Regions from separate parts of the Mus musculus genome. Here all the other regions are linked to region 2. Evidence: chromatin contacts called from public Hi-C, HiChIP or PLAC-seq and promoter capture Hi-C data. All regions are on one chromosome and are shown on one strand. Each heading gives the region's core, a stretch centred on a gene start, on an enhancer-like site or on the middle of the called end of the contact. The rest is flanking DNA. Distances are from core to core; before and after follow the strand shown.

The links. Promoter capture Hi-C pulls out the DNA fragments that hold promoters and counts their contacts. A called contact is a pair of places that touch in the nucleus more often than the background predicts. HiChIP or PLAC-seq counts read pairs in DNA pulled down with a chosen protein or histone mark.
Region 1: a contact with region 2 is called in a promoter capture Hi-C map of erythroid cells, with 9 times the contacts expected there. The contact joins the promoter of Srgap2 here to the promoter of Mdm4 in region 2. A contact is called at or near these places in 1 of 39 promoter capture datasets (erythroid cells) and 1 of 115 datasets of contacts at active chromatin or transcription factors (pancreatic cancer cells).
Region 3: an H3K4me3 HiChIP or PLAC-seq map of stem cell-derived neural progenitor cells shows a contact between it and region 2, with 6 times the contacts expected there. The contact joins the promoter of Ppfia4 here to the promoter of Mdm4 in region 2. A contact is called at or near these places in 1 of 39 promoter capture datasets (embryonic stem cells) and 1 of 115 datasets of contacts at active chromatin or transcription factors (stem cell-derived neural progenitor cells).
Region 4: a promoter capture Hi-C map of pre-B cells shows a contact between it and region 2, with 4 times the contacts expected there. The contact joins the promoter of Tmem183a here to the promoter of Mdm4 in region 2. A contact is called at or near these places in 2 of 39 promoter capture datasets (embryonic stem cells and pre-B cells).
Region 5: a Hi-C map of B cells shows a contact between it and region 2, with 8 read pairs. The contact joins the promoter of Btg2 here to the promoter of Mdm4 in region 2. A contact is called at or near these places in 3 of 484 Hi-C or Micro-C datasets (B cells, the G1E-ER4 cell line and regulatory T cells), 6 of 115 datasets of contacts at active chromatin or transcription factors (astrocytes, double positive thymocytes, embryonic forebrain and 3 more) and 2 of 9 other capture datasets (adipose tissue and liver).
Region 6: a contact with region 2 is called in an H3K27ac HiChIP or PLAC-seq map of embryonic stem cells, with 6 times the contacts expected there. The contact joins the promoter of Mgat4e here to the promoter of Mdm4 in region 2. A contact is called at or near these places in 1 of 39 promoter capture datasets (liver) and 1 of 115 datasets of contacts at active chromatin or transcription factors (embryonic stem cells).
Region 7: a Hi-C map of B cells shows a contact between it and region 2, with 6 read pairs. The contact joins the promoter of Cyb5r1 here to the promoter of Mdm4 in region 2. A contact is called at or near these places in 1 of 39 promoter capture datasets (liver), 3 of 484 Hi-C or Micro-C datasets (B cells and the G1E-ER4 cell line) and 2 of 115 datasets of contacts at active chromatin or transcription factors (astrocytes and thymic regulatory T cells).

What each region holds. Positions count from the first base shown.
Region 1 is chr1:131,526,070-131,529,806 of GRCm38.p6, reverse strand. Srgap2 (SLIT-ROBO Rho GTPase activating protein 2) reads left to right here and starts at 2,446. Exons shown (of 23, transcript NM_001081011.2): 1 at 2,446-2,574. It overlaps Fam72a (family with sequence similarity 72, member A), which reads right to left and starts at 1,904. Exons shown (of 4, transcript NM_175382.4): 1 at 955-1,904. The coding sequence starts at 1,106.
Region 2 is chr1:133,023,717-133,027,623 of GRCm38.p6, reverse strand. Mdm4 (transformed mouse 3T3 cell double minute 4) reads left to right here and starts at 2,208. Exons shown (of 11, transcript NM_001302801.1): 1 at 2,208-2,376. Gm41953 (a long non-coding RNA gene) reads right to left here and starts at 891. Exons shown (of 3, transcript XR_878532.1): 1 at 394-891. It also overlaps the pseudogene Gm29257.
Region 3 is chr1:134,343,259-134,346,827 of GRCm38.p6, reverse strand. It overlaps Ppfia4 (protein tyrosine phosphatase, receptor type, f polypeptide (PTPRF), interacting protein (liprin), alpha 4), which reads left to right and starts at 2,112. Exons shown (of 29, transcript NM_001374777.1): 1 at 2,112-2,235. It overlaps Tmem183a (transmembrane protein 183A), which reads left to right. Exons shown (of 8, transcript NM_020588.2): 8 at 1-731.
Region 4 is chr1:134,359,882-134,363,676 of GRCm38.p6, reverse strand. It overlaps Tmem183a (transmembrane protein 183A), which reads left to right and starts at 1,678. Exons shown (of 8, transcript NM_020588.2): 1 at 1,678-1,915; 2 at 2,054-2,143; 3 at 2,753-2,920. The coding sequence starts at 1,807.
Region 5 is chr1:134,077,399-134,081,276 of GRCm38.p6, reverse strand. It overlaps Btg2 (BTG anti-proliferation factor 2), which reads left to right and starts at 2,122. Exons shown (of 2, transcript NM_007570.2): 1 at 2,122-2,365; 2 at 3,574-3,878. The coding sequence starts at 2,224.
Region 6 is chr1:134,548,163-134,551,973 of GRCm38.p6, reverse strand. Mgat4e (MGAT4 family, member E) reads left to right here and starts at 2,292. Exons shown (of 3, transcript NM_001145300.2): 1 at 2,292-2,501.
Region 7 is chr1:134,404,073-134,407,925 of GRCm38.p6, reverse strand. Cyb5r1 (cytochrome b5 reductase 1) reads right to left here and starts at 2,145. Exons shown (of 9, transcript NM_028057.3): 1 at 1,873-2,145; 2 at 1,464-1,613; 3 at 1,255-1,327; 4 at 774-880; 5 at 223-352. The coding sequence starts at 1,887.

The DNA.
Region 1 (3,737 bases), core at 1,197-3,696, 1.5 Mb after region 2:
CAGATTTATTCCTCTTGCAGAGAACTGCAGGTCACTTCCCAGCACCCATATCATGAAGCCCACAACTGTCCAAACCAGAGGACCTTCCATCTCTAGCCTGGAGAGTACCTTCCATATCCACCCCTCCTCAAACATACACACAAGTACACAGAGTGACAAAATAATAAGATAAATCTTAAAAATCAATGCATTCACTGATCCACACCCATCTTGGCACATGAATCCACTGTGATTATAATTCCAATAGAGAAAAACAAGCAATACAGAAAACCTGATTCTATGCTAGACTCCAACATGTAACAACCCAACCTGAGACTTCCTTATGACCACAGTTTTATGTTGAAGAGATAGAATATTTCAGATTTTTACGTGAGCATATCTAACTAAAACAACATTGGGATCATAGAACCTTTGGGACATTTGGTTTTACGGTTTTATTATCTACTGCTATTTCGTTATACAAGTGCACCTACACAAACAAAATAACACCTCATTTACCTTGGTAATAAATGATGACTACCTAAGCAAATTCACAAAATATTTCAAAGGGGTGCAGAGGCTCTATGTATAGTTTTACTTCCTTATGTTTTAAAATGCTCAAGTTTGCTATCTTTATTAACCATGAATTTCACTTTAAATGAATCATTACACACTTCTTTCCAAGTGGCTGTTAAAGACTTGCTTCAGTGAGGAAGGGTGTTTGGACATGGCATTGAGCCTTAAGAGTCAACATAAGGGATGCACAGACACATGACTCTAAGGGCCTGGAAGAGTGACCTCAGTACTGACCACGCTGGGCAAACCACAGGCTTTGTCCAGACAGTCTGCCCACTTAGATAAACTCCAAGGGAATCATCAGACTGGTGGGAGTGGCTAGAACACCAAATGATAACCTTGACTCCCAGGGACCCATGCCATCCACTGTCCAGCTAAAGGGCCACCCGTCAGACTTACTTGGTAGGAGGGATGTCTGTAGAGAAAAGGTCTATGTCAGTATCAGCCAGCAAAACAGCCTTCATTCCCCTAGAGCTGAGAACTTGTTTACAGAATTTGCAACACAGGATGGATACGCATCGGTCTTTGAAAGTACAGTTGTTGGTAGACATAGCGTCCCACGTTGAAAGAGGTGCAGAATTTTGAAAGGGGAAACTTTGATTTCCTCAGGCTAACAATCAAGACGGAAGGCCTCTCGTTCTCTACGCTCTAAAACTGGGAAGAGAGTCCTATTTTCCTGGTGGAAAGGGAAACTTAGTATTTATTGAGTAGGAAGAGCAAATTTTACTTCCTTTTGACTTGGGGAGGGAAGGGAAATGGAGTTCAAGGTGGGGAGAGACAAGTGGAGTTGAAGGGAAACTTCCGCAACAGGTTTAACTTTCTCTGGTCTTCAAGAATCTTCTACTCTTCAGCTCCGACCCCGGCTCCGGAATTGGGCGATTTCCCAGTTCCCAGCGGGCTTCTTCCCTTTAAAGCCTCGCCTCTCTGACCACTCCCAGCGCGAGCTCCGCCCGCAGAGCGCTCCAATTCTTGCTCAGCTCCACGCGGCTTCTTCGTAGGATTCAACGCCCCTCAGCCCTTTCCACGCGGGCTCTGGCCCCGTCCCGCTCCCTCTTCTCGGAGCTCGCCCGTGGGCTTTCTCCCTTGCACCACGGCTCTCGGCGTCCTCTCCCGGCCGAGCTCTCGCACTTGCGGCCCGTAACCCGTAAGGTCTCTTCCACAGCGGTCGCTCCGAAGTGAGCAGCGGTGTAGCGAGGTGGAGGGGAGAAGCCTCGGAATAGGCTCAGTTCGCGCTGCAGTCAGTCAGCGAACACGCCGGGTTTTGCTCTTTCTTCCGCTTTCTCTGCTTTTTCTAACCCGCTGTCAGTTTGAATTGCCTGCGCCGAGCAGGGATTGGGAGGACTAGAATTTGCCCCAGACCCACATTGGAAGGCCAAGGGCCTTCTCCTGACGTGAGCTCAGAGGCCACGCCCCAGTAACGGTGCCGATATCAGATCGGCTCTCTGATTGGTTAATATTAGCTCAGCCCCTAAGATCATTGGCCAGCATCTGCTCGGCTTAAACCCTCCCCCCTGTGAACTTGGAAGACACACCCCGAGTTTCTTATTGGTGGATACACTAAGGTCCAGGCCGTTCTCTACTATTTATTGGCTGAACTTCCCTCCTCCCTTTCCCGGTCCGATTGGTCCCGTCTTCTCTTGAGAGTTTGTGTTTGGCTGTCGCTTCCATTTTATCCCGCCCATCAGCTTTACTTTAGGCTTCCACAGGCCGGGGAGGAGCTCACTCTAGGACTGCGCCTAGGCAGCTAGTGTTCGCCACACCTCTAAGTTTCGTCAGCCCCGCCTCTACTCCTGGCGTCTATGGATCAGTTGTTCCTATTGGCTATAGTCCCCGTCAGTCGCTATTAGGCGGGCGGTGATTGGCAAAGGGGTGGGTTCAGCTTCCCGGCGGGGTCTTGCGGAGTTGGCGGAGTCTCCTTAGGGAACTGGGGGGCCGAACTGCGTAGAAGAGGGTGGCGGGGAGGAGAACGCTAAGTGGGAAGCGGAACCTTGGGCCTGGGACCGGTCGCGGCAGAGCCAGGTAAAGGCTCCTTCTCCCCTTCCCTCCCCGTACGCCCGGCTGCTGCTGCTCTGACTGAACAAACCGGGACTGGGCGGGTGGACGCGTTGCGGATGCTGCTGCTTTCGGCGCCGCCTTAGCCGTGTCGCCGCCCGCGGTCCTCATACCGCCCTCCCCGGCCCTCCAAATCCCCCAGTGCAGCCCATAATACTTCTCGGGACTGTTCATCTCTCCGCCCATCCCTGCACTGCCGAGGACGGTCCTCACGCGGCGACACCGCCCTCCCGCAGCCCCTTTGCACACGGTTGGCCGGGTCCACCTAGGGGCCTCGCCGTAACGGTCCGCTGGTCTCGTCCCTGGTCTCCTAGCCTTGGCTGCCAGCCCAGGACCCGGAAAGATGGGGTGTTCCTCACGGCTTGCAGGGTGCTTTCTCCGTCCAGCCCTCCAGTCTGTCTCCCAGGGCTTCTCCACCCACTCTGATACCCAAACCTCATGCGGGTCCCGAAAGTTGCCAACATCCTACACTTCACGTTGCAGCGGTCCACCGCGGTTTCCCTCACTGCCTCGCCCCCAAAGCCGTCCTCTCGGCGCCCTCTCTGGTCGTCCAAGCTTGGGCGGCTCGAGCTGGCCCGGGCTCTCTCCTGCCTCAGGACCCCACCTCACGCCCGCCTCCTGCTTCCTGTCCTCCCGCACCGCGCGGCCTCTGCTCGCTCTTCCTGCGCGCGGCCCTTCCTCCAGCCGCCGGGAGTAGGCGACACTGCCTGGAGCCGCTTGTGCGCCGGCGGGGACAGGGCGGCCTAGGAGGCAGGGGCCCGCCGCAGCATTGGAGCTCTTCCCTCAGCCTCCTTGCCGCCGCCTCTCGCGCCTCCCGGAGCGACTCTCACTGATGCCTCCCACCCGACTGGGATTGGGTGCGGTATTTGTGATCCCTAGGCTTGGGGGACAAAAAAAATACTGGGGGGGGGGTGCCATTTAGAGTCACTCTCATACCTGGCTTGGGGAAGGCTACCGCCGCCTGCCGCCTCCCATCTCCGGGTTTTCCCGGTTTAGACCCTCGCCTCTAGCTCGTTTCCTGCTTCTGCCGACCACATTGTTTTCCTGGATGTCCCGTGCGGAGCGGGCCCTTCCTGCAGCGTCCCCCCTCCACCCCCCTCACCCCCCTCCCCGGTTTTGCTGCCAGGAGA
Region 2 (3,907 bases), core at 959-3,458:
GCTGTCCTGGAACTCACTTTGTACACCAGGCTGGCCTCGAACTCAGAAATCTGCCTGCCTCTGCCTCCTGAGTGCTGGGATTAAAGGCTTGCACCACCATGCCCGGCTAATTATTTTGAGAGTGGGTCTCATGATATAGCCCTTGTGGGCCTGGAAGATGCTATGTCAGTCATGGTGGGTCATGCTTGTACTCCCAGAGTTTGGCAGGCAGAGGACTGACTCTAATTCCAGACAGCTTGCATTATATCATACATTACAGGCCATCAGGACTGCAAAATGTGACTGACCCTGTCTCCAAAACAGAAGAGAACCAAAGCAATGTAAGCAAACAAAAGTGGTTGCAAAAGGAGAGAGGGGAATAGTTGGCTGGTATTTGCCTATAAGTGCCCTTACCTCTCTTCTGAGGAAACTCTGCTGACTTTAAGCTCATTGTCCGCAACTTCAGAAAGAGAATCACCACCTCAGCTCCTTCAAGGAACTCTGGATCTTCCAGTGGGGAAAGGTTATAAACAGGAGCTGGGAGCAGAGGCAATAAGATTTTATGCCTAGCAGCAGACACGCAGAAGCAGGCAGATCTCTTGAGTTTCCAGGTCAGCCTAGTCTACATAGTGAGTTCCAGGATAGTCAGAGCTATATAGTAAGACCTTGTCTAGAACAGAACAAAACAAAACGGGTAATGTTTACATTGGAAATAATGAATTTGTATGATCCTCCAAAAAGCCCAACTAAATAATTCGCCCAACCAAAATATAGTAGGGAGCATACAATGTGTGTACGGGAGATCAGGTCCCATTTTCTTTGTATAAGAATGCATCTGTAGCCGGGTGTGGTGGCGCACGCCTTTTAATAATCCCAGCACTCCGGAGGCAGAGGCAGGCAGATTTCTGAGTTCAAGGCCAGCCTGGTCTACAAAGTGAGTTCCAAGACAGCCAGGGCTACACCCTGTCTCAAAAAACATCTCTTTCTGGGATCCACATCTTAACACAAATTCTTGTCCAGAAAATAACGACCAGGGAGTAAGCTGGCTCATTGACATGTCAAAAAAAAGAAAAGTAGTCAAAGGATCAGGAAGGGTTAGCTTGTAGGGAAATGAGAAGACTAGAGATGGGATATGGAAGTTGTCTTTTTTTTTTTTTTTTTTTTTAATAGAACAGCAGACACCTTTATTACACTACGCATGAGGCTCATTTGCCTTTCCGGGCTTTGATCTTCCGCAGATAGAACTCCAGCTCCTTGCCTTCGAGCACATAGCCGTCTGCTCTGCCACACTGGCCTGGTCGTGAGGCAATACAGGCGAGAAGCTTGCCCTGCTGGAGCTGCTCCTCCAGGAGGCTGCTGATTTTGGCATTCTTTTTCCTTTCCTCATATTTCTTTTGAATTTTCTTTGATCGTTTTTTGTTTAAAATCTCTTCCTCCTCAGGAGTCAGCTTGGCCCCCTTCTTGCGGCCCAGGGGCAGTGCATAGTGGGACTCGTACCACTGTCGGTACAGCGTGCTGTCAATAAGCACGATGCAGTTCTTCACTAGGGTCTTGGTGCGGACAAGCTCGTTGTTGGATGCATTGTAGACAACATCAATGATCCTTGTTTTGCGAGTACAACACTCAGCGCCCCAGGAAAAGTTCCCCACATCCAATCTCAGGGCACGGTACTTCTTATTGCCTCCTCGAATTTGGACTGTGTGTATGCGGCGAGGGCCAATCTTCGTGTTGGCAGCGGGCCGTCCCAGCTCATACTTTCGCTTCTTGTGGCAGGGTTTTCGCTTAACCCCCCCCCCCCCCCCCCCCGGTCTTGCGGCGCTTTTTTTCGATCGAGACAGGGTTTCTCTGTATAGCTCTGGCTGTCCTGGAACTCACTTTGTAGACCAGGCTGGCCTCGAACTCAGAAATCCGCCTGCCTCTGCCTCCCAAGTGCTGGGATCAAAAGCGTGCGCCACCACGACCAGCCTCTATTTTCTTTCAAAACCTCTTTATGCAAGCAAGGTATGCTGTGGCAAGCCTTAAATCTCAGCACTCGGGAGGCAGTCTGGTTTACATAGTGAATTCCAGGACAGCTAGAGCTACACAGAGAATCCCTGACTCAATAGTAAAATAAAATAGAAAACTATCTCTGTCTGACCTCGGAGGTCCGGAGGCTCTCTTCCCGGACTAGTGTGTACTCAATGGTAGATTCTTCAGCCTTTCTAGCTCTCTAGTCCTCCAGGGTCCGCTCTATGGTTCCCCCGGCCTCCCCGGAAGCTCTTGCGAACGCTGGGTTTGAGAGGCCGGAAGTGGTGCTGCCGTTGCTCGCAGTTTCAAAATGCAGTGCAGGCCTTAGGGTCTCCGGCTGCCACCCCTCCCCCAGCTAGGAGGGGGAGCGACTCATGGAGCGGCCGTAAGGTGTGGTGTTGGGGTCTGGCCCGCGGGGGGCCGGGGGAGCGGACAGAAGGTCCGGAGGCTTCGGAGCTAGGAACCGGGCGGGAGGAGCCTGGGGCGCGGAGGGCGGCGTGGGCCGCGGGGCCGTGGAAGGGGCTGTGGGGGAAGGGTGGCGCTTCGACCCCGGGGTGGAGGAAAATGGAGTGTGGTGAAACGGAGTCCACAGTTAACAGACTGAAAGCGAAGTGAAGGGGTTGATCTTTTATTTGCTCTTCCACTTTGCGGGGTGGGTGAGGCACTTTGAAGGAAAGGAGTCGTAGAGAGAGACCTGGAGAGTGTCATTGGCGTGACTTAAGATTTAAATAATTTCTAGGGCTGCAAATTGTCTGCTTTAGTGTGTGAAAGATACTTGTTTGCGGTCTTCATACGGACCTGGGGCATTTAAAAAATTAAAAAAATATTCTTCACGAATATGTTGTGTTATTATTATTGAGACAGAATCTCATTATTATTATTATTATTATTATTATTATTATTATGACAGAATCTCACTGTGGCCGGCCCTGGCTAACCCGGAGCTTGCTGTATAGACTAGGCTGACCTCAAATTCACAGTCATCTGCCCCTGCCTCCAAAACAGCCTGCTCCTCTACCTCACCGGGACCACGAATATGAACTTTAATTAGCACACCACCCAACGATGCTTGTACATCCCCAGATTTTGACACCACTCTTATTATGACACATCTGGATAAAACAATGCCTGTCTTGTCCTACTCAAGAAAGGTCTTTGTGGATTAGGAACCTCTACCTAATGACAGGCACGACATGTGTCAAAGATATTTGAAACGTTTAATAATGCTGTCAGTTGCTGCATATCCAAGTTTAGTCTCCTCCTTCATACATTTCTGCTAGGAAAAAAGTTTGTTTAGGTCCAAAGTATTACTTTCAGTATTCTTTTACTGTACTGGTCAAGACCACAAACAACTCCTGTTTCGTTTTTTTTAATTAGCTATTTTCTTTATTTACCTTTCCTAGTTTCCTCTCCGAAAATCCCCTATCCTCTCTCCCTCCCTCTGCTCACTAGTCCACCCACTCCCGCTTCCTGGCCCTGGCATTCCCCTATACTGGGGCAAAGAACCTTCACAGGACCAAGGCCCTACCTCCCGTTAATGACCGACTAGGGCATTCTCTGCTACATATACAGCTAGAGACACAAGTCCCACCATGTGTTTTCTTTGATTTGTGGTTTAGTCCCAGGGAGCTCTGGGGGTACTGGTTAGTTCATATTGTTGTTCCTCCTTTGGGACTGCAAACCCCTCCAGCTCCTTCAGTCCTTTCTCTAGCTCCTTCCTTGGGGACCCTGTGCTCTGTCCAATGGATGGCTGTGAGCATCCACTTCTGTATTTGCCAGGCACTGGCAGAGCCTCTCCGGAGACAGCTCTATCAGGTTCCTGTCAGCAAAATCTTGTTGGCATCTGCAATAGTGTCTGGGTTTGGTGGTTGTTTATGGGATGGATCTCCAGGTGGGGCAGTCTCTTGATGGTCATTCCTTC
Region 3 (3,569 bases), core at 863-3,362, 1.3 Mb before region 2:
TCTGAGAAAAGGATGTGGGTGGGGTTTTGTTTATTTCTTTTGCTAAGAAGAAAGTCTTACTGCTTCCTTTCCCACCTGGATGTGGCAGGAGATGCTCATTAAGACAATGCTCTCCTACTCAAGACCTGGAGTTCATCCTGTAGCGCTGCAGTCCAGCCTCCCTGCCCCACAAAAATAGTCCTTTGGAGACAGGGTCTTGCTGTGTAGCCCAGGCTGGCCTTGCACTTAATCCTCTTACTTTAGCTGCCTGGAGTTGTTGGGTGAGTCACCAGACAGGACAAAGACAGAAAATGTTCTTTAAACATAAAAATATTGTGGGGTGGATACTTTTGTGAGCTAAATTGCTAAATGAGTATGTTGGTTTTTATCTTTCCCCACCCCATGCTATTTAAAGACCATTCTTAAGCATCTGTTTAATGCTGCTGCTGACAGCAGCCGTACCCACACTGAGGGGCATGCTGTCACTGGTTGAACAGATAGTGAGCCTGGGTCAATAAAAAGAACCACCAGAATTTGGGTACTTAATTAACAAAGCAAACAAAAACCCTAGGACAGTAAGCCTCCACAGATCTCTGCAGTCAGAAGCTGCCTAGAGGCAGAAGAAAAGAAGCACAGAGTCTGGAGTTCCCTGAACAAAAGATGCCATGGAGCAGGGGAAGTTGTCCTTGTGGATTGTGTGTCTCCCATTTAGGTTTACCCTGAGTGGGTGAAATAAATGTGGCTTAATTGTTTTCTGGCTCAACTTGTGAGTTTTTATGTCAAACTCCATGGTATGATGATAGATGCTATAGCCTCCCTTTGAAGTTCCTGCTGCCTCTGCTGTGGTCTTAGCACATTGCCAACACTTGGTAAAATGGTTCTTCATGGTTACCATGGCTGCAGTCTCCTCAGCATTGGCTGAGTTGCCTTTTCTGGCATTATTCATGTTTTGTTAATGGAAGGGTGTGAAGAGTCAAGGATTGCCTTTTTGTAAAAACTAGTCCACCTAGAGAACGACTGAAACTTGGTAGGCTCTGGGTTTAAAAACTGACTAATGTTTTTCACTTCTTGATGTATATATTCTTGTTCAGAGTGTCAGACAAATAACAGATTCAGCTCCTCTCAACCCCTATCAGAATTAATTTCCTTGCCATTTTCTAAAGATGAAAGGAAAATTGGATATATTGGGAGAGAGGGAATGAAAGGCTATGTTAACTGACCTCAGCTTCAGCCTTTATAGGACACTGTTGCAAGATGTGTATATATCTGTAACTGCCTATGTGCACATTGTATATAGAACAGTTCACTGCTGCTGGGTGGTGGCAGCACAGGCAGCCTGCAGAAGCAGGTGAATCTAGGAGATGGAGGCCAGCCTGGTCTACATAGTTCCGGAACAGCCAGGGCTGCACAGAAAAACCCTGTCTTAAAAACCTAAAAAGGGAGAAAAAAAAAAAAAAAAAAAAAAAACCAAACCCAAAACAGTTCTTCACACTCATAACAGTGCTTATGGGGTATCTGTGAAGGATTTGAGTAGGCACTGAAATGAAATTTCACAAACCAGATGGAAAAGATACATTAATAGCCACGGGGGCAGGGAAAGGGAACAATTCAGGAAAATCGGTTTAGCTAAAATTTGTCAGAATTTTGGCATTTGAGCATGTTTTCATAGGATGTATGTATCAGACAAACACTTCATTTTGTAGTAACAGCGTTAGGGCAGTCACATGCCCAAAAGCAAGTCACAATTCACTGAGGCACATACTACAATACAAGAGTATCTGGGTTTCCAGTTTCTCCACTTAAAAATATGTGAGCGAGAACAGGTGTGAAGGGCGACAGACGACTGGCCATTTAGGGAACAGACTAGACTTAGGAAGGTGAGTTCAACAGAGGAAAAGAGGGATGTGCTCTGCATTCCAAGTTTTAGGGCCAGAACATCTACCAGATTAAATGCTTGCCCTGCCCTCTCAGGCTCGACCAAGATGGCGCACAGCATCAAAGCAGCGCCCTTGTCACGTGCGAACCAGGGCTGGGGAGCGCCCGGGCGTGGGGGCGTGGCCTCGGGGGATATGGCCAGGCCCCGCCCTTAGGGGTGGGGCCAGGGTATCCGCGGAGGAAGGGGGCGGGTCCTTGAGGCCACGGTACTGGGCGGTGGAGGCTGCAGCTACCTTTGCAGGCTTGCCTCTAGGACGCCTCGCGCTGCCGAGGTCGGGGGCGGCGCCCTGCTACCGCTGGGCCTTCGGCGATTCCACGCAGGTGAGCACCCACAGCCACTCCGCGGGGAAGGATACCCCTTTTCCCAGCTCCAGCTCCCCTGAACAGTTTGAGGAGGAGTCTCTGTTAGTGCGCCTTGGGAAACAGCCTCTTCTGGTCTGGATGTATCTCTGCGGGGCGCGGAATTCGTTGCCCCTCGCCTTTGCTGTGCCCTGTGCCCTTGGGGATGAGGATGGGGGTCGATGCCCGTTTTGCAGGGAGGGCGTGGAGTTCGCCCTCAGCTCCATCCTCTCTCTGGGAGGGGGCAGCCGGGTGGACTGCGCCCCCTCATCCTCTCCAGGAGAGTCAGAGCAAAAGCGCCTCTGGGCTTGGGGGCCAACTCTGCTTCTTTGGGCGAGCGCTGGTGAGAGGCTGAAGTCTTCGATCTTCCCGGGGGTCTTCCTCCTTCCCGCATGCCTCTTTTCGCCCTTGGTTACTATCGCCAGCTCTGCATTCCTTCAACTGTCAGGCTGTACCAGAGATGCCCCCATCTCCGCAGTGCTGGGGCGGTGGGGTGGAAGGAATGGCCAGCCGAGGGCCTGGTTGGGGGTGGGGATGAGGGTGGGCGCAACAGGAAAAGAGGTTCGTAATAGAGATTACTGAACTGGGGTGGGGGTGGGAATGATAGGGTTGATTAGTGAACACAGTAGGGGTATTTCCCAGCACGGGTGTTGAGGGTTTTATGATTGGTAGGAAGGGAGGTTGGCCTGGAGGACTTGGAAATATGTTGTAGGTGGTTTCTCTGAGAAGGAGGAGGGATCTAGCACTAAGTGCCACTAGGTGCTGATGTCACCTTTGAGGAGAGATGTGTTGGAGAGGAGGAGAGTTGAGGCAGCTCCTCAGTACTTGTTCGTGGAGAGCAAGTGGTTAAGGGGGCTGTGCTTAGCCTGATGAGTCCCTCCTGGTGTGAGCTTAAGAAGGCTGTTCCAGGAGCCAGGTTTCAGGGACTCCCTGCAGTCCTTTCCAGACTTGTTGGAATTGGCTCTTAGTACTTTATTCAATATTGAGTAAACATTTATTGGGCACCTACTACATGCCAGACACCATACTAGAGAGATAGATACTTGCCTATCCAAAAGCTGTTAAAGGCCATGGAGCAGGTAGATGGTACCCGAAATAGGCACACATTCCCCTATATACATTTTAGTTATCCTGTTAGTGGAATGGCAGAAACAAAACAAAACAAAAAAGCCAACCGGATCTTAACCCACAGAATCCACACCTCTGTTAACTGGCCAGATAGTCTTTAGTAAAAATGACAGCTTGAATGGTTTATATTGGCTATTTTCTTAGATTTGGGGCTAAGATTTGAGGAGGCTTCTCAAGATAAATGATGT
Region 4 (3,795 bases), core at 429-2,928, 1.3 Mb before region 2:
TAAATACAATGGTAAATTAGGTAACTTTTCTGTTTATCTTTTGAGAAAGAACCTGTAAAATTGGGTCTGATCATTAATGCAACCAATTGAAAGTTCGTTGCTCAAGTGTGTGTGTGTGTGTGTGTGTGTGTGTGTGTGTGTGTGTGCGCTGGCCAGTGAGCCCTAGGGAATAGCCTGTGCCCACATCCCCAGTGAGTCCCCATCGCCACCATTCTAACCCCACAACTCTTGACTTTTATGTGGAGGTTGAGAGATGATAAAGTCTTGCCAAGCATTTTTTTTTTTTTTTTTGGCAAGCACTTTCTAGAGTAAGCATTTCCTAGGCCTCCACTTGTTACTTTTTATTGAAATGAGGAATAAAAGACGTATGGGTTCTTTGTTCCTCTAAATTGGCTAAATACTCCAAGAAATCTTGTTTAAGATTTTTTTCAATCAAAATTTGAAAGAGAAATTTTTTTGGTGTAACTAGCATGTTTTTCATTCCAAAGGATTAAAATGAGAGAACATTTCAGCTAAAATCCTTATGTTTTTAAAGCAGTTAGTGGTTTATTAATAGGGCCTGAGTCTCTTGCATCTTTGATTCCCTTTGGACTCCTGGGTGTGAGTATTAAAGAGTGTCACATGAGCAGAGATCTACATGCATGAAAGCCTCATTAAATTTTTACTGGTAACGTGAGATGAGAAGGCTCTGTGCTGACCAGCTGTATTTTGAACTCAACTACAGACATTAATTATGTATACATGGAAAATTATTTAGAACAATTATAGGCTGTTAGACCTTTGCTTCCTGTTATAATTCTAGATAAATTAGAGCATGATTATAACCAATTATGTTGTTTCAGTTATCATTCCCAAGTGATCCAAGCCTTATTCTATGATCCCTGGTGGTAGACTGTTTCATAATTCTAGTAAGTTATGTGGTTTGCTCTTTATGAACTTCTGTGCACAGTACTAGGTAGAATAAAATGGAGACCCCTTTGAGGTGTCTTATAGGGCACTCTCTGAGTAGATCTAGCCAGTTGGGTTGCCTGGGTCAAAAGGACTGTTTCTTAAGCCAGGGACTGTTAACACTTTGGGAGCTGAAAGGGAATTAGAAGAAAAAAAGACACAACACGGGACTTCTCTTTTAATACAAAGGAATTATATGTTCTCATCTATCCTTCTAGAATTTGCTCGGATGATGGTGATGGGAAACCTTTTAAGAATCTCTTCTACTTTGAGAATTCAGACATTTACTCATTTTTCAGGCAGCATCTCTTGTAGCCCAGCTGGCTACGAACCGAGGATGACTCTCACCTTCTGATCCTTTCTCTGTGTTGGGATTACAGGAGTTAGCCACTGATCTGCAGAGAGAATTTCAAAGCCTTTGTAAGCAAAATTATAGCGACCGCTTTGATATTTACGTTCAGGTTACTTGACGTAAGTGGGAAAGAGAGAATGACGAAAACAAGATATATGCAATCTAGATGCTGAAGTGGACCACGATGTAAATTATTAGTTCTAAAGAACGCGGTCTGGAGGACCAAACGCCCCAGAGAAGACGGTGATGAAGACGGTGACAACGCACTCCCCGTCCTACAGCCCGCTCCGCTTTGGGAACCTGGCCTCCGCTGCGGCTGAGGGCGCCGGGTGATGACGTCACCGGGCCCCGGAGGCGATTGGCTCCCCGAGAGGGGCGTCGGCAATCAACGGGACCCAGAGCCCTCGCCGAAGTCCTCGCGATAGCCGCGGCCTCGGTGCGGGGATGGCCGCAGAGCCGGGTGGAGGTGCTCTGCGGCTCCGGGAGCCGGCTCTCGGGGCCGAGACATGGCCCGGGGCTCCGGCCAGCTAGGCGGGCCTCATCGGGACACCGTCACCATGCCCAAGAGAGGAAAGCGGCTCAAGTTCCGGGCCCACGACGCCTGCTCGGGCCGAGGTGGGCGAGGGGCGGGGCCGGGCTGGGCGGCCAAGGCGGGCTGGGCGGCCGGGGCGGGCGCGGCGGGACCCGGCGGGGAGCGGTGGCGGAGACTTTGCCTCGAGTCTGAGGAGGCCTTGGCGCTTTGCTCTGTTTCAGTGACCGTGGCGGACTATGCCAACTCGGATCCGGCGGTGGTGAGGTCTGGACGGGTCAAGAAAGCCGTGGCCAACGCTATTCAGCAGGAAGGTAGGCTTTCGTGGGTCTTTTTAGGCCCAAGCTTTTAAGAGACAGCATTGGGTGTTGTATTTACCTGGAATTGCGTCCCGGTGTTTTTTCTACTGACCTTTGGGTCATGAACGTGTTTGCTCTTCCCACTGTTTACTTTCTCGTTTCGTATCCTGGATGGGATGGGTGTGTGTAGCCAGGATCAGCAGGTTCCGGAGCCGAAATGGTTTTGTTTCCTCTTTGAGTTAAAACCAACTTTGTGACCAGCTGCGGTGGGCATTCCTTTAATCTCAGCATTGGGGAGGCAGAGACAGGTGGATCTCTGTGAGTTTAAGGCTAGCCTGGTTTACCTAGCAAGTGTGAGGTCCTGTCTCAGAAGAACCACCAAACCAAAACAAGAACAAAATCCCACACAACTTTTTGTACTCGTTAATTTCCACTGCCACTCCTTGATACCAGTCCCCCCCCCCTTTTTTTTTTTGGTAGTTTGTGCATATTTTACCATGCAGTTGACTTCCATTTCTTTGGCATATTGGGTTTTTTGTTTTTTTTTTTGTTATGTTTGTCTTGCTTTCAAGATTTTTGCAGATGGGACCAAGTGCGTTTCATTCTCTCCTTGTTTCCTCCTAGTAAAATCTCTTTGTGGCTTGGAAGCGTCCCAGGTTCCTGCCGAGGAGGCTCTTTCCGGGGTGGGTGAGCCATGTGACATCCTGGACAGCAGTGATGAGATGGATGCCCAGGAAGAAAGCACTCAGGAAAGATCAGTCTCCAGAAAAAAGAAGAGCAAGAGACATAAAGGTACGGGTTGCTTTCCTGAGCACTGAGCTCTGTCTGTGGTGATGGATGCTGTCGCTCTTCAATGTGAGGGGAGATCTACAAGGAACTAGTGATTGTCGGTGATAACCTTTTTTTTTTTTTTTTAAAGATTTATTTAGTCTGTGTGAGTACACCATTGCTGTCTTCAGACACACCAGAAGAGGTCATCAGATCCCATTACAGATGATTGTGAGCCACCATGTGGTTGCTGGGAATTGAACTCAGGACCTCTGGAAGAGCAATCAGTGCTCTTAATTGCTGAGCTTTCTCTCCAGCCCCATAACCTTCTTTTCCATGATACAAAAATTAACAGCAACATTAGTTACACTTTTTAAAATTCTGTTAGGGATGTATACATACATATTATATGTGTGTGCGTGTGTGTACACATTTTCCAGAAAATTTCCGACTTAACGTTTTAAGTTTTGTTTATTTACTTTTTTTTTTTTTTTTTGAGGAACTGAATATGAGTGTCTGCATGTATGTGTGTGCTTCACTTGTATGCCTGGCACCCTCAGGTCAGAAGGGGTCGTTAGATCTGTCACTGGAGCTGTGAGTTGGATGGTTGGATGGATGGTTGTGAACTCTGATTTGGGTTCTGAGACCCACCACACCCAGGTCTTTTGCAAGGGCAACAACTTCTAAACCATCTTGGCTTTTCAAGACAATATTCTCTTCTCTTCGCTTCTTTTCTTTCCTTCTCCTTTCTTTTCTTTCTTTCTTCTTTTTTTTTTTTTTTTTCCTTGAGATAGGGTTTCTTCATGTAACAGCCCTGGCTATCCTGGAACTGCTTTGTAGACCAGTCTGGTTTGTAGGTCTCAAATCCACGGAGATATGCCTGCCTTTGCCTCCCAGAT
Region 5 (3,878 bases), core at 873-3,372, 1.1 Mb before region 2:
TTGCATCTAGGTTACCTTTCTACAAGGTCAGCCCTGCTTCCTGTTTAAAAAAAAAAAAAAGCAGGAATAATCACCTCACCCTTCCTGTCCCAGCCCTAGAGGAGGGGCAGTGAAGAAGCCATCCAGGGGTGTGTTTAATGCCAGATTGCTAGAGTCCCAGGGCATTTTGATTCACCCCGAGAAACAGAAGGAAGAACATTCAAAATGAGAGGTGTCCGGGAAATATGAGGCATACAACATAGTAGCCCACTCCCAAGTCCCTTGTAAACTGATGCTGGGCCAGGGGGAGAGGTCCTGCTTGTAAGGCTGAGGCAGGAGGATCCCCAGTTTGTGATGAGCTAAGTGACCACAGGGGTAACATCAGTTCAGCATTGGGAGGATGGCATGTGTTTTCAAGGTGAAGTTTCAGGGATCTGCAGGAGTATGCATTGGCGGCTAAGAGGTAGGAAGGTACTCCGAGTTAAAGACACAGCCATGGTGTGTGAGATAAGGGCCATGTTATAGACAAGTGAATAGTGGGGGAAATTCTGTGACCCAGATGGCAGAGCTGTCGTGATACTGTCTTCTGACAGTGACGAAAGGGACCCTATAGTACAAAGTGGTAGGAACCTACAAAGGTAGGTCGTTTGTAGAAAATGATGAAATGTCTTGCTGGTCAGGCAAATGAGTCCAGGCAACCTGGCAAGGGGGGGAGGGGTTGTCTCAGATGGTTTGAGCAAGGCAAGAGCAAGCAGATGGACACTTTAGAAAAAGACTCTTTCCGGGAAGGTGCTTTGGGCATGGGAGGGGAAGGAACCCACTGAGATTATTTAGGGATGAAGAAGCCAACAGTCTTGGGACCAGGTCTGAGGAAGCAAAAAGAGGGTCTGGGTGCTATAGGGACAGTGATCAGTAGCTTTGTCTGAAAGGGGGAACAGGGAGGGAGGTAGCTTTAGAGGGAGCACTAGACATTTAGAGGGAGGGATAGAGCATGTGGGAAAAGGGACAGAAGTATTGATGGGAAGTCCACTGAAGAAAAACAAGCAGCAAAACAGACAGTGGAGAGAAAAGGGAAGAGGGAAATGGGGTAGGGTGGATACAGAGGATCCAGGTAGGGAAGCTGGTGGCTCAGACCAGGGATACAGGGAGAGAAGCCTGGCTTAGAACTCAGGGAAAACAGGATTTTACACAAGCCATGGCGCTAAATTCAGGCCCCATCCTGTGCAGGGCTCAGAGATGTGGGTGACAAGTTGCCCCACTCAGTAGTCTGCCTAGCTTCCTGGCACCAGTCCCTGAGCCCCTGCGTGTAGACAAGCCAGACCTGAAGCCTTTCCTCTGGGGAGCTAGTGTTTACAAAAGCCTCAGTGCACAAAAAGGAAGGAAAACAATCAGGGAAGAGGGAGGGGCAGGGAACTGATGGAAAACTTTGTACAATTCACACCAGATTACTTAAACACACACACACACACACACACACACACACACACACACACACACACACACACACACACAGACACTGCCATTTAAAGGAAAGTGAGTGCTGGAAAAATAACCCTACGGACAGAAAATACTCTCCTCGACACTCCTCCCACCAAACAGTGAGAGCTGATTACTTTTAGGCAATTACAGAAGAGGAAGAGCAGAATTTGTTGGGGGAGGTGGAATTATTATGGAAGCAAAAAGAATACAATCCCCATTGCTGAAAACACGAGGAACCCGTTTTGATCAGCTGGGGGGATGAGTGGCAGAGATGTTCAGGTAGGGGGGTGAACGGCTCTGTCAGTGTCTGTCAGGAGACATGGGAGAAATAACATCGGCGAGGGCATCCTGGAGGAGGCAGCAGGCAACCTGGGTTTTGGCGCTGTGCAGAGACGACGTCCGGGCATGCCCGGTGTAGCGCGCTTCCTCTGCCCAGGTCCAAGGCCCTCTCCCGCCTGCCTCCCACAGCACGGGAGTCCGGTGCTTGTTCCCAATAATGACGTCAGTGAGCGATGACCTCAGCGCCTGGGAGGCGCGGGCGAGCTGGCGGGCGGGGCGGAGAGGGGCGGGCGCAGGCGGAGGGGAGAGGCGAGACACCGGAGGGGCACGCCCCCATCCGCCAGCGTCGGCCAATGGGCGCCACCGACGGCTCCCCGCCTCCCCGAGTGGTATGAAAGGCGCAGCCCGGGGAAAGTCCGGGCAGAGCCCGAGAGGTGGCCAGACCGTCATCATCGTTCTAATACAGCTACTTCCTCAGCCACCGGTATGAGCCACGGGAAGAGAACCGACATGCTCCCGGAGATCGCCGCCGCCGTGGGTTTCCTCTCCAGTCTCCTGAGGACTCGGGGCTGCGTGAGCGAGCAGAGACTCAAGGTTTTCAGTAGGGCGCTCCAGGACGCACTGACCGGTGAGCACACGTCGGGGTCTTGGAACCACTCGGGCGCGGCCACTTCTTGCCTGGGGTGTCTTTATCACTGTTCTGTGACGGGGACCCCTACGCGAACAACTCCGGGTCTCAGATGTCTTTCTCTAATTAATCTCTGAGGCCACTGATGGTCCTCTGTCCCTTCGGTTAAGTCCCCGTCTCCCAGCCCTCCAGTCCCCGCCTCGCTCCCGAGGCTCCGACCCTCTTCCTTGAGTACATTCTGAGACCCTGACAACACCATGAGAAAAGTCAGTGTGTGTGTGTATTCAGAGTCCGAGCTCACCCTTATCTCCGAATCTTGGAGAACAACAGACCCTCAGGGGATGTGAAGCCAGGCCAAGCTGTGCGACTTTTATGCGCAATTGAACTTTCTAGACAACTCTTGAGTCCTAGCCACTGTTGCTGTATAGTCCTGAGCCTGTCATCATACAGGCCCATTCTGCCGCGTGTTTACCCGCTGCAAGTTGTAATCTGGGCCCCCTTTGTATTTTTTCTTTTTTGGTCCCTCTTCACCATCTGCCACCTATTGTAGTACAGAAAAGAGCCTGGTAGCCTAGCCAACTGCGAGGGCGGGGAGGGGGTGTGTGTGTTATGGAGGCAGGGTGTGAGGGACGGAGGTGGAGGAGTGATAAGCCACCCTTTAGCCTCTGTCCGCAGCTGTTATAACTGGTTGGTTGCCTTGGGCTGCGATAGCCATCTCTCAACATGTTGGCACAGATCTGAGGACCAACAGCTGTTTCATCAAAACAAAACCATTTTTTATCCCCTTACCTTTGCTAAAGATCTCAAAACTCTTCTGATGCGGAAGGGATGAGAGGCCTTGTGACTTGTTGGGCAACCAACAACATTGGCCGCTTACCTACCGGCTTTGAAATTTCAGTGCCTTGGTCGTCAGAGGCCCTGCCGGTTCTTGCTAGCCCTTCCTGCCTTAAACAGGATTGTGCCAAAAATATCCATGACCACCATAGAGCATCTACCTGAAAGCTCTGGGGCTGCTTTCCAGTGTACAAAAACTTGGAAAGGACCCAGGAATCTTTCTAAGTGGCAGGGGGAGTTTAAGGAGAGGCTCTTAAATACTGTCGCTGAGAAGAGGAAGTCTCCTCCCCAGCCCTCTCCCCTCATCCTCCCCTTGTGGTAAACATCAGAGAATGCTTTCTAACGGCGCATCTTCCTCTTGTTTTTTTCCACAGATCATTACAAACACCACTGGTTTCCAGAAAAACCATCCAAAGGTTCTGGCTATCGCTGTATCCGTATCAACCACAAGATGGACCCCATCATCAGCAAGGTGGCCAGCCAGATTGGACTCAGCCAGCCCCAGCTGCACCGGCTGCTGCCCAGTGAGCTGACCCTGTGGGTTGATCCCTATGAAGTGTCTTACCGCATCGGGGAGGATGGCTCCATCTGTGTCCTGTATGAGGAGGCCCCGGTGGCTGCCTCCTATGGGCTCCTCACCTGCAAGAACCAGATGATGCTGGGCAGGAGCAGCCCCTCG
Region 6 (3,811 bases), core at 1,043-3,542, 1.5 Mb before region 2:
TAGTTTGTCTGGGCCTATAATCTGCTGTTTGTTTGGTTTTTTTTTTTTAATTTTTATTTGTTTTTATTTTAATTTTTGCATTCTCAAGACAGGGTTTCTCTACACAGCCCCTGGCTATCCTGAACTCCCCTGCGTGCTTTAACCATGGTTTGCCCATAGCCCTTCTCTGGCTCCTGGCATTGTCATCGTGTTTTTTTGATGAATAGATTACTGTCAACTATTAGGAGTCTCTCATAGCCCATGAGCTAATATAAAAGACTTGTTGAGCATGGTTCTCCCGGCCAGGTACTCTCTGCAAAATGCTATAGATATAGTACCAAATGTCTGCCCTTCTGTAGCTTATAATTCTAGGCTAGTGAATGGTGACAGACAATAATCATACCAACAGATGCTCAGGAAAACTTAACAGACCACCCAATAGGTAGGGAAGGTCCGAAGTGGTCCTGAGTGGCGCTGGGCTCCATTAGTCAGTGACTGATGCCGGGCAGCAAAGAGAACATCCGAGCTCCCGGCTCAGTGGCAGGGAAGGAGCAGCAATGGGGTAAACCTACACAGGAGCATTCTAAAAGAACCACATGTTCCAGAGTCCTATATGCCTTACAGGCCATCCTCCAAGAAAAAAGAAACCTCACAGGCAGGCCATAGCCAGGAACCAGGACTTTCTTTTTTTTTGTTGTTTGTTTTTTGTTTTTTCGAGACAGGGTTTCTCTGTATAGCCCTGGCTGTCCTGGAACTCACTCTGTAGACCAGGCTGGCCTCAAACTCAGAAATCCTCCTGCCTCTGCCTCCCAAGTGCTGGAACTAAAGGCGTGCGCCACCACACCCGGCAGGACCTTCTTTTATTTGCAGTGAGAGGCCCTCGTAGAATGGCAAGAAGAGGAGGGAATCTCACTTGATTTAGGATTTTCTTTTCCTATCTATCTATCTGTCTGTCTATCTATCGTCTATCTACCTACCTATTATGGTGTTTTTCAGTGTAGCCCTGACTGTCCTAGAACTCTGTAAATCAGGCTGGCCTTGAATTCAGAGATCTGCCTCTGCCTCCCCAGTGCTGTATTATTAAAGGCCTGCTTGTTTTCCTGTTTTTGACAGGTCTTTTTAATGAAGTCTATGTTGGCGTCTAATTCAGGATCTTCCTACCTTAGACTCCCAAGTGCTAGGATTACAGGCATATGCTAACACACTAGATTTTATCTATAATTTTAATTTTTTAAAGTATCTTATGTATATTTTCTGCCTACATGTTTGTTTGTAATGTATGTATGTATGTATGTATGTACCACATGCATGTGTAATGCATGTAAAAGTCAGAGGAAAGCATCAGATTCCCTGGAGCTAGAGTTGCAGGCTGGTTTGAGCCTCCATGTGGGTTCTATGACTCAAACCTGGGCTCTCTGCAGGACCAGCAAGTATTCTTAACCATTGAGCCATCTCTCCCAGACTTTGATTTATAATTTTTGCTTTGGAGGTAGTTGCTTTGTTTGTTTGGGGTTCTTCTTTGTTTGCATTTTGTTTTGTTTTGAGATAAGGACTCACTACATCCAGCGACACACGCGCGTGCGTGCGCGCGCACACACACACACACACACACACACACACACACACAAGGCTGGGATTAGCCAGAGAGAATGAGAAGGAAAATAAGAAAGCTTTAGGACCATGTGCACTGATGCATCAGGAAAAGGATAAGCCGGGGAAGGTGGGTGTCAGAAAGGAAGCAGTTCCAGGCGGAATCAAAACTGTAGATCTGCTGAGAAAGAACGCAAAGTGGGCTAAAGTCCACGCTCCCAAGGACCTGCTGTGTAGAATTTCAGAGAAGTAGGACAGAACTTGAAACATGAGTTCAAGAGAGGTATTATCCTTTTTGACTTTCCTTCCTCAGAAAGATAACAGACCTGCTTTTTCCATGATGGCAAAGGCCCAGTAGAGAGGGAGAAGAGATCGTGCAAAAGAAAGAGGATGAAAGCAAGGCTGACAAACTCAGAAGGTGAGAGGAAGTAGAAGTAGGAGGGCAGGAAGGAACCCTGAGGGACTGGAAGAGACTGGGCGGAGTCGCCGGAATGGATGTGTGATGGGGCAGGCGTGGCGGTTCTCTGTGCACTGTTCCTGTTTCCCTGCAAGGTGGTCTCTGCATCTCTTTCTCCGTTCAAAGAGAGCCACTGCTGCTTTTTTAGGGCAAATAATAATTTGTAGGTAGGGATTATGAAGTACACACTCATCACATGTATCCAGTACCTATGCCCCTCTGATGCTATGAGTCAGGGGTGGGGGTAGGGGTGGGGGACTGGGACAGAATAGTAACATCACAGAGGGAGCTGAGCTCAGGGGAGTAAGCAGCAGAGACCTCAGGCTCTGTCCCTAATTCCTAGAGTGACCTGCTCCCTTTCCAGCTCCTCTTGCCCTTTGTTCTGCCTTCTACAGAACAGCGTTGACCTTCGAGGGTTAAGAAAAGAATTCTCTGCTGCCCAACACTGTCACAGGCAGGACAGAAGTGAACTGAGGTATGTCTATTGTGCTGAGGGCTTTTAACTGTAGTTATATAGCCCTTTTCCATTAAGCATACTTGTCCATGTGTTTATGGTTTGGAGAAGTCTGTTCATCTGGGTGTTTTTTACAGAATTTCATAAGTGATTCACTCACATGACAAAAAGCCTTAAGGAAAACAGGGAAGAAAGTTTAATCTTATTATGAATAAGGTTTTTTTGTAACTATTATCAAAAAATTAGGGGAGAGCCGGGCGTGGTGGTGCACGCCTTTAATCCCAGCACTTGGGAGGCAGAGACAGGCGGATTTCTGAGTCTACAGAGTGAGTTCCAGGAAAGCCAGGGCTACACAGAGAAACCCTGTCTCGAGAAAAAAAAAAAAAAAAGATCATGAGTTCAGTTTCCAGTACCCATGGCAGGCAGCTCACAACCTAGTTCTAGGGGACCCAACACCCTCTTCTGGCCCCCACAGGCACTGTGTTAACGTGTACACAGACACAAGCACATAATTTAAAAAAAAAGAAAAGAAAAGAAAGAAAAGGAAGGAAGGAAGGAAGGAAGGAAGGAAGGAAGGAAGGAAGGAAGGAAGGAAGGAAGGAAGAAATTAGACTGGAAAAATGCTCAGCCATTAAAGGCTTGGCTCACAATCAAAAAAAGAAGAAAAGAAAAAGAGAAGGAAGGAAGAAAAAGAAATTTAGGCCTGGTGTGGTGGCATATGCCCTTTAATCTTCCCACTTTGGAGGTAGAAGCAAGCAGTTTCAGGACAGCCAGAGCTATCCTGATGAGAGACCCTGCCTCTAAAAAAACAAAGGGTAATAATATTAATTAACAAGTTTATTAATTTAAAAATATTAAAGCCAACTAAGATGGGAAACATTCCTGAGAATGAAGGAGATTGGAGAATACTGTGGCCACTGGAGCGCAGAAACCACGTGACTACAATTTCTTTTTTGTGTCCTGAGTATGCAGGCCAAGAATGGAATTCGTTGACAAAGCCCATGGGAGCCTTGCTTCTCAAGGCTGAGGAGCAATCAGAAAAGATACTCAAGAATAGGACTGGATGCAGGCACCTCTGAGCCTGAGCTGGCCTGTGTCCCAGTAACCCGACACTCACTTAACTTACTCAAGGAAACAGAATCCTGTTCTAATTGAGGCCTAAGTCTGAGTAAAGACAGGAATATATTAAGAATATCTTTAGGGGCTAGGGAGATGGCTCAGCAGTTAAGAACACTGGCTGCTCTTCCAAAGGTCCTGAGTTCAATTCCCAGCAACCACATGGTGGCTCACAGCCATCTGTAATGGGATCCAATGCTCTCCTCTCGCCAGAG
Region 7 (3,853 bases), core at 896-3,395, 1.4 Mb before region 2:
GAGGCATAGGTTTCCTCTGGTAATCTCCACAGGGTGAAATCTGCCTTTCCATATAGCATGGTTGCTTCAGGAGACTTTGCCCAGGTACACCCATGCACACATGCAGATTCTGGGGGGAAATGGAACAAGGAGGTTGAAGATGGGACTGGGGCTGGGCCTGGGGGCCTTGGACTGTAGGGACAGGAGAAGTGAGACTGTAGGAAGGAAAGGACAGATACTCACCTTTCCCAGCATAACTGAGCAACCCGCTCGGCCCCCGGAACTCCACCATATCCCCAATCTTCAGGCTATCCAGGTATTGAGACATCTTCCCTCCTTCAGGAAATTTGGGGTGCACACCTTTCAGATAAACCTGATGAGGCAGAAAGAAAGAAAATGCCACATTTGAGATGTAATGAAAACCAAATCAGAGCGTATTACACCCATAATCTTTTCTCCCTTCCCTTAGACCCACAAAGGACTCATCATTTCCTGTTGTCAGAGGAATCCAGGAAGCTTCTAAAAATCCCAGAGTCTTTGGATTCCTTTTCTTTTGGCGTCTCTGCGTGTGTATGCACATGTATGCATACACATCTTTCTTGTTCTCGAAAGGCTAGCTTCCCCCCAAACTCTGAGTTTCTAATAATTCTCAGATACCCATTTCCCATTTTCCAGTAGAGACATGCTGAGATTTCAACTTTTACATGAGTCCAAACTGAGGCTTGGATGGCAAGTGCTTTACTCAACAACCCAGCCATCCCCCCAGCTCGGAGATTTCCTTTCTATATACTTACCTTGATGACAAGATCTACATAGCCTTGGTCTTCATCACTGGTGACAGGGGTGTAAGGCCTGATGACCAGACTGCCATCAATTCGGGCAGAGAGGTAGACGTGCTTACCTGGGAACCATGGAGAGAGACACATAAGCTGCAGTCCCACTGAGAGGACCCCTCCGCAGTATCTCCTGCCTCCTCCCACCTTTGAAACTCCCTACTGCCAGGGCCTTAGCAGCAGCAGGTAAGCAGAGGATTTGCATAATGGAAAATTAGTGTTTTCTGGGATAGGAGGCGGGTTATAATAAGTCCTAAGGAAAGAGAGAAGCCTGGAGGTTAGAGATGCGTAGGGGCACAGAAGCCACACCCTAAAAGAGTGGTCCCTCATGGGCTGAAGGATTGACAGAAGGGCAATGGTTTTTCTTAGCAGGAAAACCACCTAAGAAGTGACTCGCCCTCATACGATGCCAAGTAGAGAAGCCCACTCCCTTTTTTCTTACCCACAGGCAGCCCCAGAATGTGGTGGGCGGTGGGCAAGGCAAAGCGGAACCTCCTGGTGTTGTGGCTCACTGTCTAGAGGATAGATGACAAGATGTTTCATCAGGCAGGTCTGGCCTGCCAAGTCTTTTGGAGCAATCCAACCACTCTCGATGCTATCCCTCAAACTAAGTATCCACTCTCTGCCCTAGCCCACTTCTTCACAACTTACCGTCTTGTCTAGCAATCGCAGCAGGTACTTCTCATCCGGGTCCTGGAGAGTAACCTGCGGCCGGCGGGATCTTCGAACCAAGTAGGTACCCAGAGCCAGGCCGAGCAGAGTAAGCAGCCCCACCCCCAGAGAGGCTAGCAAGACCGGGCTCTGTGGATAGAGGAGGAAGCGTGATCGCCACGCTGAGGAAGTGCCAGGGTGTGGGTGGAGGACCAGGAGTAGCGATCCTGAGCTCCAGCGAGAAAGCATGCCAAAACCTCAGAAGCAAGCGGAGCAGTGAACTCAGCCCGCAGCTCGTGCAGCGAGACTCCAGCATCCAAGGTGGGTATGGCACAGCCCCGCGGGGCAGACTGCCCAGAACCAGCTGAGGCGGTGACCCCGGGCTCAGGGCACAGAACGAGGGTCTTACCGGCTGGATCCCCATGACCTAGAGGTGCGTCCCGCTCCGGTGGGGCGGAAAGATCCCACAATGCGCCGCGGGGCGGGCCCGGAGGCGGAGCTCTCCGGGGCGTGGTCTATGGAGGAGGGCCTGACTGAGGCAGGACTAGCGGGGACTATGCCCCCCCCTCTTCCGTGCGGAGTAGGTGGTCCAAGGGCGTGGGTATCTTGGCCGTCTCAGGCCCTCCTTTTGAGAGCTTTCTTCTCTCTGCAACTTAGACCTACCCCAAAGGATGACAGTTTTGTCTGACATGGAGCCAGGCTAATTAGCATGATGAGAAATCTCGCCGGTCTGAGAGTCTCACGGAGAGTGGAATGTTGAGCCACGCACAGGCTTAAAATAGAACAGGAAGCTTTCAGATGAAAGTTCTTGTTTTTTTTTTTTTTTTCTTCCCCAAACAGGCTACTTTGCCAGACAATTGAAATGCCTAGCTGTTGTGTCCGGCCAGCAGACCACAACCTGGGTTCTAGCCTGGAAAGGCATTTTGGAAACCTGGAAGAGAAGAGGGGCTAGGTGGCGAGAGAAAAGAATGTAGCCAAGACAGTTACTCTGATCAAGGCTCAAATTTTATTGTTGCGACACTAGTTATGAAGGAAGGGGGAGGGGACCCGATTCCCGCCGAATAATCTCGGGTCCAGTAGAAAGGTGCACGTGTGTGGCTCCTCAGGTTCCAGCAGTGGGCGTGGTAGAACGAATGAGCAGGAAGCTCCACCCCGAGCAAGCAGGTTTCAGGCTGGGGGAGGGGAGACTACATCTCCTCCCTTTTATTAACAAAATTAAAAAAAAAAGAAAAAGCTGGCCTGAGGGGGGAAAATTATCTATGCTCAATAGTTCTGCCTGGAATCTAGGGCTAAAAAAAAACTTGCTTCACTGGGATTCTATAACCTTTCTTATGGTAAACTGTATCTGGCTTAAGACTGTCCTTTCTTATCTTAGTGAACAACTAACTGAAAAGCCTGGAGCTGTAGGCTCTGACTTTATAATGCTAATTAGTACTTGGTAGGTAACTTTCTAGTTGAATTTTAAGTAGGGCGTTGGAACTTTGGCTAAGTTTGACTGAACAAATGTGAAATACACTATAATAACACTAAGTTGATATTTCTCCGCTTTTTTGGATGATAGGTGGGAAACAGGGAGAAGGAGTGACCGGCTCTTGTAGTACAAGGCCAATTGGCCTTTTTATTTGGGTGGGAGGCAGTGAAGGGCTTGCCCTTTCAATAGTACGTCTCCAATCTCTCTCCCCCCTATTAATTAAGTTAAATAAGGCAACGCTTAACTGAGGTGATCAAATGATTTTCTCATCCGTAGATGAGTGGGCTTTTAACCTTGGCTTGGGTGGACATGGACCCGATTCCTCCCGTGGGTAAAACCCACACATGTGGCTCTTGGTACCTTTTGGGGAGGCGAGGTAGAGCCGGAGAATATTTTTTATTTTTAACCAAAATTTGGTACCAACCTCTTTCAAACCGGGTTTATCTCACAGGAAACTCAGAAATGGTCAAGCCGGACCTTCCCTTGCAGTAAGTATCTCTGCACCAAGCGGTGCCCATACTGAATTTGTACAATCACAAACCAGTATGCACAGTTCTGAGTGCTGTGCAGCTCCTAAAGGAGAATTATCAACCTCAGAATTAGCAAAGCCTAAGCAAGAATTATGTCGTTAATAACACCACGATTTGTGGGTAAAATAGGAGCTGGAAGTCGTTCCTCCTCATCCCTGTTTTTTCCACAGCCTATTGAGCTAAGGACACCTTGCAGTAACAGCAAGGGTGAAAAGCCAGAGGTCAGCTAAGGGGCTAAGCCTGTCTATCAAAATAAAAACCAATCTTTATTAATATAGAAAAATCTACTCTTCTAGCCCTCTAGGTAAACCTAAATTTTTAACTCAGACTGAAAGCCACATGCTGGAAATGTCCTGAGACTGGGGGTAACAGCTGCCACCTGTGTGCTC